Linked DNA regions of Pan troglodytes: region 1 is linked to region 2. A link is a contact called in public capture Hi-C data. All regions are on one chromosome and are shown on one strand. The core of a region is the stretch at or near the end of the contact, and the rest is flanking DNA. Distances in the headings are between cores, read along the strand shown.

What was found. Capture Hi-C pulls out chosen DNA fragments and counts their contacts.
Region 1: a contact with region 2 is called in a capture Hi-C map of stem cell-derived neural stem cells, with 3 times the contacts expected there. The contact joins two enhancer-like sites. A contact is called at or near these places in 6 of 7 Hi-C or Micro-C datasets (blood, induced pluripotent stem cells, a lymphoblastoid cell line and 2 more) and 1 of 1 other capture datasets (stem cell-derived neural stem cells).

What each region holds. Positions count from the first base shown.
Region 1 is chr14:23,060,051-23,062,965 of NHGRI_mPanTro3-v2.0_pri, forward strand. All of the region lies in intron 7 of MIPEP (mitochondrial intermediate peptidase), which reads right to left. Among named protein-coding and RNA genes, the nearest start is that of MIPEP, 22 kb to the right of the region's middle. Within about 2 kb of position 1,426, at least 1 of the 24 cell types and tissues checked has an H3K27ac peak or open chromatin away from gene starts, as enhancers often do. A contact at or near this core is called in stem cell-derived neural stem cells, where this site is marked.
Region 2 is chr14:22,908,626-22,911,374 of NHGRI_mPanTro3-v2.0_pri, forward strand. The region is part of intron 2 of LOC107967853 (a long non-coding RNA gene); the gene reads left to right. Among named protein-coding and RNA genes, the nearest start is that of TNFRSF19, 150 kb to the left of the region's middle. Within about 2 kb of position 1,261, at least 4 of the 24 cell types and tissues checked have an H3K27ac peak or open chromatin away from gene starts, as enhancers often do. A contact at or near this core is called in stem cell-derived neural stem cells, where this site is marked.

The DNA.
Region 1 (2,915 bases), core at 176-2,675, 150 kb after region 2:
TTTTAGTAGAGATGGGGTTTCACCATGTTGGCCAGGCTGGTCTTGAACTCCTGACCTCAAGTGATCTGCCCGCCTCAGCCTCCCAAAGTGCTGAGATTACAGGAATGAGACACCGCACCTGGCCTGCCTCAATTAGTGTCCCCAGAGAATTGTCATATTAAGATTCAGTTTGAAACCCCCCACTAAGTGCCTCACCGCAGTTACCTCCTCATTCACTGGCCACATGAATGCCCACCTTAGCCTCAGTCAGCCTCTCTGTCTTCCTTCTGCTCTGCTGAGGACTCACTCCATCACTGTGCATGACAGTTTCATTTCCCTCAGGGCGCCTTCCACAGCCACAGATGCATCTGACAAATGCCCCGAGCTCCTAAATCCCATGGCATTGTTTTGTCTGTACTACTCCATTGACACCAAAAACGTGCCAACCTCTATTATTATTTATCTTTTTATAGGCATATATCCATCTCCTCAACTAAGCTTTAAATCCCCAAGGACCCAGGGCACATCTTATGTGATGATGTGCACAACAGCCCCCTGCCAATACATCAGCACACCAAGCACTTAGTGCACAAGGGTGACCTGCCAGTCACGGAATCTGGAGCTGGGTGCTGCAGGTCCAGTGAGCTCCACGCTGCTACAGCCAGTGGTCATGCCCAGCCCTCCTCACATCTGACCTGGCCACAGCATAAGTCAGCTGATCTCTCCCTTCTCCTGTAGACAGACCTTCTGCGTGGCCTCCAGGACCACACCCTGTAATCACTTTCCACCTCCCTTAGTGGCCGTTACATCTGGCAGCGTTAACTAGCAGTTCCTCACATGCCTGGCCTCTTAAACTTGAAGGCCCCAGAGCGCAGTCCTTGGACTTGTTCTTTAAGTTCACTCTCTTAGTGGTATCAGAATCTCATTTTAGAGGTTCAGACTTACATATGAAGCTCAGAACTCCACACTCCATCTAACTGCCTACCCAACTTCACCACTTGAACCTCATTTGGTATCTCAAACTTAACTTGAACCAAACCAAGTTCCCGGTCCTCCCAATCTTAGTTAACAGTAGTAACTCACTCTCTTTCTAGTTGCTTAGGTCGAAAATGTTGGCTCCCTCTTCCAAATACTCTGTATCCAGAATCTGATCACATCTTACCACCTTCCCTGCTACCACCTGGTCAAGATGCCAACACTTCTCATCATGGTTACTGCAAAACAGCATCTAAACAGGCCCTCTTCTACCCTGGCCCTGCTGCAGTCTTCTCTCAGGAACAGCAGCACGGACTCACCATTAGCACTGGAGTCAGATCATCTCACTCCTCTGCCCCAACCCCCACAGTGACCTGCTGCACTTGCATCAAGTCTCTACTTAATGCCGCCCCTTATCAGTCTGTTCCCACCTCTCGCCACTCTCCTTGCACACGCTGCGCTTCAGCCACTCTGCCCTCCTCAAACGTGGCAGGCATTTTTCTGCCTCAAGACCTTAGCACTTGATAGTGACTCTGCGTGAAACCTTTCTCCCCTCAAGAGCCACAGCCTCACGCTTGTGTCTGTCAAGAGCACGCTCACATTCCACATTCTAAGTGAGCCCTCCAACAATGCTCTCTAAAACTCCAACACCAGCCTACATGCCCCATACCTTATCCCCTTCCCTGTTCAGTTTTCTCCACGGCTTGTATTAACTAATAACATACCACACACTTTATCTACTTATTTCGTTCTTAACTGTCTTCCCTTGCTCCCAAGAATGTAAACTGCATAAGGATAGGAATTTTCTTCTGCTTTATACACTGACTTATTTCCCTGACCGAGAATAATATCTGACATATAGTGGGCAATCAGTAAATATTTGCTGAATTAATAAACAAAAGGGGGATGTAGATGATATAAAACATAGGGCATTAGGTCTCAAGCAGCCTGTGGAAAACCATAAATGTAGAATATGTGTTTAGGCTTCAGTTCTGCCACATTTTAGCAATATAACCTAACCTTAGATTCCTTATCTGTGACATGAATACAAATACCTACCTCACAAAGCTGCAGAGGAAGGAAATGAGATAACAACAGGATAAGCACTGAATGATATTCTAATATTATTATTTTATATAAATATAAAATAAAAATATGGTACTATTATAATCAAACTGTTGACAACAGCGAGTACAGAAAAACATACTTTTCACCAAACTGATACTTACAAAAAAAGAAAAAACATACACTAAAAACACACATTTAATACATAACATACATATTATATCTGTTTAGGAGCTTCGATTATATGAAAAAAATTGTAAGTGTTTTAAGGGTTCGGGGACAAAGGAGTCCAAGGAAAGTGAAAAAGTTTAACCAGCTTCATGAAAGAGGTGGGTTTTGAGCTGAGCACTAAAAATATGGGGTAAGATTTTAACAGGCAGACCAGGAAGAAAAGCTGCTCTCCGTAGGAGAGTGACACGAGCAAGGGAACCCAGGCCGCAATGAGCGTGACACGCCTGTAGCTTAACCGAGAGCCTTGACAGGTCAAGGGAAACAGTTGTTTACGAAAGAGTAAGAAGTAAGATTGAGTGCATTTAGAGAACTTTGGAGAAGAGAGGAACATGCTAGGGTGAGAAGGGATAAGCACAGAAGGAATAAAGACAAGCGAGGATTCAGGTTGTGATCTGCCCCCAGTGTCCCCTCTGTCCGTGAGTGGAATGTCTAACCAGATGTACAACCAGAAACCCAGGGGGCCCACCACAATGCCTCCTCCTCCCTCTCACCCTCACTAAGTCTTGCAACTTCACTGCCAAGACCTTGAGTCTCACGCAGCTCCATCATCATGGCCACCCTACTCCTGACTCACCACCTAAATTACAACTGTAAGTTAATAAATGCTTTTGAAAAAACATATTATGTACATTTATATTATTATTGTGTAACATTCTCTCTTAGAC
Region 2 (2,749 bases), core at 11-2,510:
TTACATTTTGGCATCCTTGGGTAGCTCGTCTTGTAGGAATGGACTTGCTTCAAAGTGGAGGCAGGCAGATCCTTCAGACGGGTATATGGAGCCCTGTTTTCAGTTGCTTTTCTAATTCTCTCTTATCGTTTACCTCAAAATCTTCCTGAGGTCTCGCTTCCTTTTAAACTCCTTGTCTACTTTGCAGCATCACTCTGACACTCCATTGATTCCTCAGCACCTACTGACTACACGGTTAGGAGTGCAAGGGTAGGATTCATGTTTTATTCATCTTTGGGTCTGTAGCACCCAGCAAAGTGCTCAGTAAATGCGCAGTAATTGATTCGACCTCTGAACAAATACACACTGTACTAAGAATCTACACACCGAAAGACAAAAACAAGACAAATTTGAGTGCTACAGGTGTCACGCTTGGCGTCACACATGTGCCTGTGTATTCCTCTAGGTGGTTACCAGGAGCTCTGCCACCGCATGTCCACTAGTGACGGGTTCGCTCCACCACCCCAGCTGGGTAGCCGCTGCTCTCACATAAGGGGTCCAATTAAAATTGCCAGGAATAAATTCCCCCGGACTTTGACTTCTCAAGAGCTAAGAAGGTTTGCTGAGTATTCTGGCATGATGTTTGGTGATCAAATAACTGCTGGCCAAAAATGATGAGTATTTCCCCCTCTTGCTGAAGATGTGCTCCATACAATAGTCCATCACATTCATCATTCATCAGTCTGGAAGTGTGCAGCCAATCATATTATCTATCACATGTTGTTCTGGCTTTTTTTTTTTTTTTCCCAATTTCCAGCCTAAACTATAAAGTACTTTGAGAACGCACAGTGAGCCATAAGCTTGCCAATAAAGAGTCCTCTGTGGTATGGAACTGGCTTATTTCATACACAATCTGCAAACAATGAGGGCACTATTGGAAACATACTGTGCTGCATAGAGCATTTACACCGCTTATCTTTAATCTTCCCCAGCAATCCTTGCTTTGTGCGCATTTATGATCCTTGCTCTCAGAAGTCCACATACTTTTTCCCAACCGTAACAAATTATTTAACTCATCTAATGTATGTATGTCCGTGCAGTCTGAAAACAGTAATTGTCCTTGGGAAGAAGTGAGTTTAAGAGAGCTCTAGGGCACTCATCACAACTCCAGCCCTGCCCTCCACGTGGTAGCAGCTCTTTGGACTGGGGCTAAGTGCTTATTCTTGTGCTTCATTCCTGGTAAGCTCAATTTCTTTACCTTAGGATAACTTTGCTGGAAAAGGGCTCAGATTCAGCCGACCATTGTGGCCTCTGTGGCTGTCACAGCTTGTCCCTGACATGCTATGATGTTGGGTCCCCTTCTCATCCCCTTGGGATTTCTTCTGCTGGCCCACAGCCAGAACAACTAGGCCTTTTACTCCACCATCCCTTTGTTTTCTTTTGTTTCGTTGGTAAAAATCAATCCTTCTACCATCCATGCATAGCAATTTCTAAAAACGGAATTTCAAGAGCAGTATCTGAAGAAACAAACATGATTTGGTCCTTTTAGTAAACAGAATAAATTTTAATAAATCAACTTTGAAATAGTTTTAAGAGTTAAGAAAAAGCACAAAACTGAGATCATCAGAGCAGCTTGGCCTCAAAGGACAGGCAGCAGGATTCTACAGGGTTTGAGCCTTCCTAAGTGAAGCTGTTTCCTGCAGGCTCCCAGCTCCAAGCTCCTAGCTAACAGCCCCTTCTCCCACGATTGGCAACAAAGAGCAAAAATAACTTTGTACTTGATGCTGAGTCAGTGTAAAAAGCCATAAAAAATTTCCTCTAAATGTCAAAATGTTTGCCTCCTTTGAGGCTTCTCTCCTCCTACTGGGTCTGGATAAATTAGCACTGGGCTTATATTGAGTCACAGATCTGGGCCCTGCCACAGAGAGCTTCCTCCTAGTGTGTGATGCTTTTTCTCCAAACTATTGATACAAAATGCACTGGAATAGAAATCAACAGAAACTGGTCAAAGGTGTGGCAAACACATTCTCATGTAGACGTAAAGCTGTGCTTAGAATTCCTTTGTGGAGTCTGGTTTGGTCTTGGTTTTCTTGGTGTTTGATTCATTTTTCTACGTAAATTACAAAAACCCTCCACATTTCTTCATGGATTGTATTAGTCCATGTTCTCCAGAGAAGCAGAACGAGTTGGATGTATATTTTGGAAGAGATTATGAGGAACCGGCTCATGTGATGAAGGAGGTTGAGAAGTCCTGTGCTCTGCCATCTGCAAGCTGAAGACCTGGAAAGCTGAGGGTGTGGCTCCAGTCTGAGTCTGAAGGCCCAAGAACCAGGGGAACCAACGGTGTAGATTCCAGGTTGAAGGCAGGAGAAGATGGATGTCCCAGCTCAGCAGGCAGGCAGGAAGCAAATGGGGTAAATTCCTCCTTCCTCCACCTTTTGTTCCATTCAGGCCTTCAACAGATTGGATGAGCGCCCCCCCACCCCCACACTAGGGAGGGCCATCTGCTTTACTGAGTCTGCTGAGTCAAGTGCCAGCCTCATCCCAAAACACTCGCCAGACACACGTAGAAATGTTTCATCTGGGCACCCTGTGGCCAGTCATGCTGACACACAGAATTAACCATGACATGGATTCTTCTTAAAGCAGTGATAGGAGCGAACAGAAACATTTTCATAATTTTCAATTATTTTTAATGAAAACTATATCTGATGGAATTGTTTAAACCTCGTCTGGCCACACATTATTTCCTGGGACCGCCCCTCCTTCA